Linked DNA regions of Pan troglodytes: region 2 is linked to region 1. Evidence: chromatin contacts called from public Hi-C data. All regions are on one chromosome and are shown on one strand. Each heading gives the region's core, a stretch centred on a gene start, on an enhancer-like site or on the middle of the called end of the contact. The rest is flanking DNA. Distances are from core to core; before and after follow the strand shown. Region 1 has its middle 63 kb from the start of CRYBB1. Region 2 has its middle 140 kb from the start of CRYBB1.

What was found. A called contact is a pair of places that touch in the nucleus more often than the background predicts.
Region 2: a Hi-C map of stem cell-derived neural progenitor cells shows a contact between it and region 1, with 5 times the contacts expected there. The contact joins two enhancer-like sites. A contact is called at or near these places in 4 of 7 Hi-C or Micro-C datasets (blood, induced pluripotent stem cells and stem cell-derived neural progenitor cells) and 1 of 1 other capture datasets (stem cell-derived neural stem cells).

What each region holds. Positions count from the first base shown.
Region 1 is chr23:28,844,032-28,847,132 of NHGRI_mPanTro3-v2.0_pri, reverse strand. No RefSeq gene overlaps it. Among named protein-coding and RNA genes, the nearest start is that of CRYBB1, 63 kb to the right of the region's middle. Within about 2 kb of position 1,637, at least 5 of the 24 cell types and tissues checked have an H3K27ac peak or open chromatin away from gene starts, as enhancers often do. A contact at or near this core is called in stem cell-derived neural progenitor cells and stem cell-derived neural stem cells, where this site is marked.
Region 2 is chr23:28,919,167-28,922,267 of NHGRI_mPanTro3-v2.0_pri, reverse strand. No RefSeq gene overlaps it. Among named protein-coding and RNA genes, the nearest start is that of CRYBB1, 140 kb to the right of the region's middle. Within about 2 kb of position 1,462, at least 11 of the 24 cell types and tissues checked have an H3K27ac peak or open chromatin away from gene starts, as enhancers often do. A contact at or near this core is called in stem cell-derived neural progenitor cells and stem cell-derived neural stem cells, where this site is marked.

The sequences.
Region 1 (3,101 bases), core at 388-2,887:
GAACCCAGGGGGCGGAGATTGCAGTGAGCCGAGATGGTGCCACCGCACTCCAGCCTGGGCGACAGAGTGAAACTGTCTCAAAAGAAAAAAAAAAAGAAGGCTGGGCGCGGTGGCTCACGCCTGTAATCCCAACACTTTGGGAGGCTGAGGCGGGCGGATCATGAGGTCAGGAGATCGAGACCATCCTGGCTAACACAGTGAAACCCCGTCTCTTCTAAAAATACAAAAAATTAGCCGGGCGTGGTGGCGGGCACCTGTAGTCCCAGCTACTCGGGAGGCTGAGGCAGGAGAATGGTGTGAACCCGGGAGGCAGAGCTTGCAGCGAGCCGAGATAGAGATAGCGCCACTGCAGTCAGGCCTGGGCGAAAGAGCAAGACTCCTTCTTAAAAAAAAAAGAAAATAAAAAAGAGAGAGATTTAGGAGGTAAGATGACAGGACTTGGACAATGGCTGTGACAGAGATTGAGGAAGGAAAGAAAAATGACTGTCAGGTTTCTTTTTCAAGCAACCGGAGAGACTGGGGCTCTTTCCTGAGATGGAAAATGCTGGAAGGGACTAGGATTTGGGGAAAAAAGATCCTGAGATCAGCTGAGACAGAAGCAAAGTTGTTTCTTAAAAGGAACTGTATCCTTGTTTATTGCTGCATAATGAACCTCTCCAAGACCTAGAGGCTTAAAACTACCATCATTTTGCTCAGTAACCTGCAATTGGAGCATGGCTTGGTGTGGACAGTTTGTCTCTGCTCCATGCAGTATCCACTGCAGTGACTCAACTAGAGCTGGATGACCCACCTTCAAAATGGTTCATCCATAGGATTGCCAGGAGCTCAGCCAAGGCTGTGGGTGAGAGCCTTGGTTCCTCTCCACGTGAGCCTCTTCAAGCTGCTTGGGCTTCTTCACACCATGGTGGCTGGGTTCCAAGAGTGAGTATTCCCCTCCCGCGTTTTATGAACTAGCTTTGGAAGTCACATGGCATCACTTCCACCGAAGTCACAAACCACCCAGAGTCAAGGGGAGAAGGGTCAAAGTCACATTATAAGAGGCGCACGTGGGATGGGAGATATTGTTACAGCCATTTTTGTAACAATAATAATTTCTGTTTATGGTACCAGGAACATGGGGGCCTTTCACCCTTGTGACCATCCTAGAAAGAAGATCCTAGTGTTACCCCCATTTTATAAATGGGGATATAGAGGCTCAGAGAGCTGACGTGACTTGTCCAAGGTGACACAGTATGGGAATCCAGACTTGACACTGGATCTGTCCCACCTCCAGTTGGCTCAGACAAGAGCCAGCTTCATTTTTCTCTGTACTTCAGTGCCCAGTACAGGGTCTGGCCCCAGATCCAGGGGTGCAGGTGCTGGGCGAGAGGCTGAAATCAAAGACCGTGAGAGTCCACGGGGCCTCCGTCATTCCAGCCTGAGAACCTGGGAAAGCGTAAAGGCAGTTGAGGCCTGACCCCAGTGCCAGAAGGTGATGTCTGGTATGAGCTCCCCGGTGGCCTGGCGTCCCTGAGATGGCTGGGAAAATGCCCCCTCAGCCCTGTGCCTCCAAGATGTTCTCTTTCCTGGGGCCTGGGCTGGAGGCTCTGGCACATTCCTTACATTCCAGAGCTTTCCTCTGGGAGGAAGCCTCCTTCACACAGGAGAGGCCTCTTGAGTGAAGATTAGGAAATCGCTAGTGTTTCAGGCTGAACAGCACCAGCTCCCCACAGGGGTCTCTGTCCCCCTGGCTACATGGCTACGCCGCTGTTGTGGGTGCTTTGCAGGGGAGGATCTGTTTATAGGCCATGGGCCAGGCAAGAGATGACTGTAGGGACTGGGCCGCCATGACTGTGGCTTCTTGAGTGCTCACCACAGGCAGGCTCAGAGGATAAAGAGGCCAGAGCTGCTGGCCAGCTTGCTCCATGACTTGGTCCTGTTGCTCCCCCGTCTAATCCTCAGGCCACTCTGCCTTCCCCCGACCCTGTTGGCCTGCCATACCTGCCCAAGGCCAAAAGAAACCATCAACACATGAAACAGGAATTGAGAGCCCATCACATGCGGACACGTTGCATATGCTCTCTTGCCAAATCCGGGTAGCTTCATTGAAAGGGACACAGTTGGGCTGGGCGCAATGGCTCATGCCTGTAATCCCAGCACTTTGGGAGGCCAAGGTGGGCGGATCACCTGAGATTGGTATTTCGAAACCAGCCTCACCAACATGGAGAAACCCCATCTCTACTAAAAATACAAAATTAGCTGGGCATGGTGGCGCACACCTGTAATCCCAGCTACTCGGGAGGCTGAGGCAGGAGAATCACTTGAACCCGGGAGGTGCAGGTTGCGGTGAGCTGAGATCGCACCATTGCACTCCAGCCTGGACAACAGAGTGAAACTCCGTCTCAAAAAAAAAAAAAAAGAAAAGAAAAGAAAAAGAAAAAGAAAGGAACACAGTTATTCTCATTTTACAGATGGAGAAACTGAGGCTCAAACAGGTGAAGTCATCAGCCCTAAGTCACATAACCAGTAAGGGGTGGATCTGGCTACTCCCTAATTTGCCTGGACACCACCCACTAGAAAAGCCCAACTGGCTCTTGTTTCATTCATTCAATAAAATGTCGTTGACTCCCAACTCTGTGCCAAGTGCAGTACTGGGTACCCAGGGTACAGCTGTGAAGCAGGCAGGCATTGCCCCTGCCCTTGTGGTGCTCACAGTCAGGGGAGCAGTCAATGAGCCAATAAATATGAAATCACAAACTGTGCTCAGATCCCCGAGGGCAATGAACACCCTGCAGGGAGAAGGAGTGACAGGAGAGAAACCAGCATAGAAAGAGTAACTGGGTTCGATCCCACAAGATGGAGTCAGCATTTTGGGGTGATGCAGCCCCATGGGTGTGGTGACCACCTTGAATCCAGGTTTCTCCATCCTCCAACCATGTGTCTTTGGGTGAGTTTCTTCACCTCTCTAAGCTTCAGTGCCTCCTCCTATAAAATGGGGGTGGTAATGAAACTCGCAAACTATTTCTGAGCACTTCATATATCAATGTGTCCAAACCATTCAGCACAGAGCCTGCATGGAGCAAACACTCGGAAAACAGTACCGGCCACTTTAAGTCAATCCA
Region 2 (3,101 bases), core at 213-2,712, 75 kb before region 1:
GCAACCTCCACCTCCAGGGCTCATGTGATTCTCCTGCCTCAGCCTCCCAAGTAGCTAGGATTACAGGCATGTCCCACCGTTCCCAGCTAATTTTTGTATTTTTAGTAGAGATGGGGTTTCACCGTGTTGCCTAGGCTGGTCTTGAACTCCTGACCTCAGGTGATCCGCCCACCTTGGCCTCCCAAAGTGCTGGGATTACAGGCGTGAGCCACTGTGCCTGGCCAATCAACCCATTTTTTAAAAAATGAGCAAAGGATATGAATAAGTATTTCTCTCCAAAGAAGATGTACGAATGGCCAGTAAGCAAATTAAAAGATGTCTGACATCCTTGGTCATCAGGGAAGTGCAACTCGAAACCACGATGAGATACACTTCCTACCCCCTAGGGTGGCTAGAATCAAAAAGGCAGATAGTAGCAAATGTTGGCAAGCATGCAGAGAAACCCAAATCCTCATACACTGCTGGTGGGAATGTAAAATGGTACAGCCACTCTGAAAACAGTCTGGCAGATATTTGAGCAGTTAAATACCATGTTACCATACGATCTGGCAATTTCACTGCAAGGAAATTGAAAATATCTATCCACATAAAACCTTTTCACAGCATTATTCATAGTAGCCAAAAAGTGGAAACAATGAGCAAATGAATCAATAAAATGTGGTATATCCATACAATGGAATATTATTCTGCAATAAAAAGGAATGAAGTACTAATGCACATTGCAACATGGGTGAACCTTGAACTTATACTAAGTGAAATAGGCCAGGCGCAGAAGGCCACATGTTACATGATTTCGTTTGTATGAAATGTCGAGAATCTACACAGATAGAGAGTAGATTAATGATTGACAAGGGCTGGAGGGATTGCTAACAGATAGATTTCTTTGGGAGAATTTACTAAAATGCTGTAAAACTGAATTGTGGTGATGGTTGCAGAACTATGTGAACATACAAAAAAAAAATTGAAATGTATACTTTACATGTGTGAATTCTATGGTATGAGAAGTCTAGTCTCAACAAAGCTGTAAGAAAAAAAAATTCCAACTCTATCAAACCCCAGAGCTGTGTGTTCTCAGAATAAAGGTTTCCCAGCTCCAAGTCTCAGTTTCCTCCTCTGCAGGATGGGCTAATAAGCCACATCGCCTTGCGTGAAAATCAAGGAGACAGCACAGCTGGGGCCCAGCACGTAGTAGGCCTCACTCCGCACGAGGTTCCTTCCGCAGAGGGGAAGGGAATGGGGGTTACCCAAGTAGGGCGCACGGCCAAGGCCATGGCTGGTCCTGGACGGCCAGACGGACTGGACGGAGGAGGAGGCTCACCGCCCATGACATGATGTAGATGGATGGCTCGGGCCATCCGTCAGGCTGGGAGCGGGTGGCCGGGGAGGAGGCCGTGAGGGAGCCCATTACCGTACACGTGTTAACAGCGCATCCTTTGTACAGACAGCCGCGCGGGCGCGGGCCAGGGCCGCTCCCCACATTGTCTGGGCGCCGCGGCCGCGCGGTGATGAATGGGCCGCGCGCGCCCGGCCGCCCCCGCCGCCAGGGTACCACGGGCCGAGGGCGACACCTCGTGGCTGTTTACAGAACTGCGGGCTACCAGGCGGGCACAGAGGGCGCAGGTGGGCCCCCCGCGACTTGCCTTTAGTGGGAAGCTCAAGATACTCTGTGTAGAACACTTAGCACAGAGCCTGGTGCGTCGTAGGCCCTCAAGAAATCCAGATCATAATTACAACCACCTTTATTTTCAAGGAAAAAAAAAAACAGGCTAAATGAGGTTCAGAAACGGGGTGAGGGCCAGGCGCGGTGGCTCGCGCCTTGTAATCTCAACAATTTGGGAGGCCAAGGAGGACGAATCACACCTGAGGTCAGGAGTTCGAGACCAGCCTGGCCAGCATGGTGAAATCTCATCTCTACTAAAATACAAAAATTAGCTGGGCTTGGTGGCGGGCGCCTGCAATCCCAGCTACTTGGGAGGCTGAGACAGGAGAATCGCTTGAACCCGGGAGGCGGAGGTTCCAGTGAGCCGAGATTATGCCACTGCACTCTAGCCTGGGTAACACAGCCAGACTTCATCTTAAAGAAAAAAAGAAAGAAAGGAAGGAAACGAAACGAAATGGGGTGAGGTTACCAAAAACTGGGTAGCAAATAATTTTTTAGTATATCAAAGATCTCTAGGGGATAGATGTATCTTTTTTAAAAAAATCACTCGTTATTCATCTGAAATTCACTTTTAACTGGGAATGCTGTGTTTTTGCGCTTGTGTTTGCAAACCTGGCAACCCGATAACTGGGTGCCTTTGGACACAGCATTCCACCTCTCTGCTTCTGTAAAATAAGAGAAGCAAGACTCTATCCCTACACGTTTACAACAATAACTACAGGACTGTTGTGCAGATTAAGTGAGAGGATATAGGTAGTGAATATAAAGCCGGTCAGGGTTAAAGTTGCCATGTCCCTGATCACACCCTATTTGCAGAGTTTAGGAAAGAAAAGGAGTCCAACAGCCACTAAGTTTAATGTGACTCCAGGCCTTTGTATGCTCTGTGTCCTGCTCCTGGATGACCCTCCCCTCTCTAATGACTCCTGAAGGTTCTCTCTGACGCTCTTCTTCCCAAATCGTAATCCCAACACACATTTCCTTGGAGCTCTCATCTATTCCATCTCAGACCCCTGCCTCTACCTGTCTTCTACCTGCAGGGAGAGGCAGCGTATTAGTCCTCCTTACCTGGCCTGCCTGGCACATACGAGACATTCAACTAACATTTGTGGAATGGGTGAATGTAGACATGGCTCAAGGCTCAGAGAAGAATACCTTATATCATGTGGTGTGGCAAAGCCAGAAGGTAAGACCATGAGGGTGGGCTCTGCCCTGTTCCCCTGCTATAGCCCTGGCATCTAGTAGGCACCTAACAAAATTGGTTTAGTTTAATGCAAACTGCTAACCTGACTGAGCTCTGTGTCTAATGCACTGTGCCAAACATTTAATTATTTAAAACTTTTTATTTCCATAGGTTATTGGGGAACAGGTGGTGTTTGGTAACATGAGTAAGTTCTTTAGTGGTGAGCTGTGAGCTTTTGATGCACCCATCACCCAAGCAGTA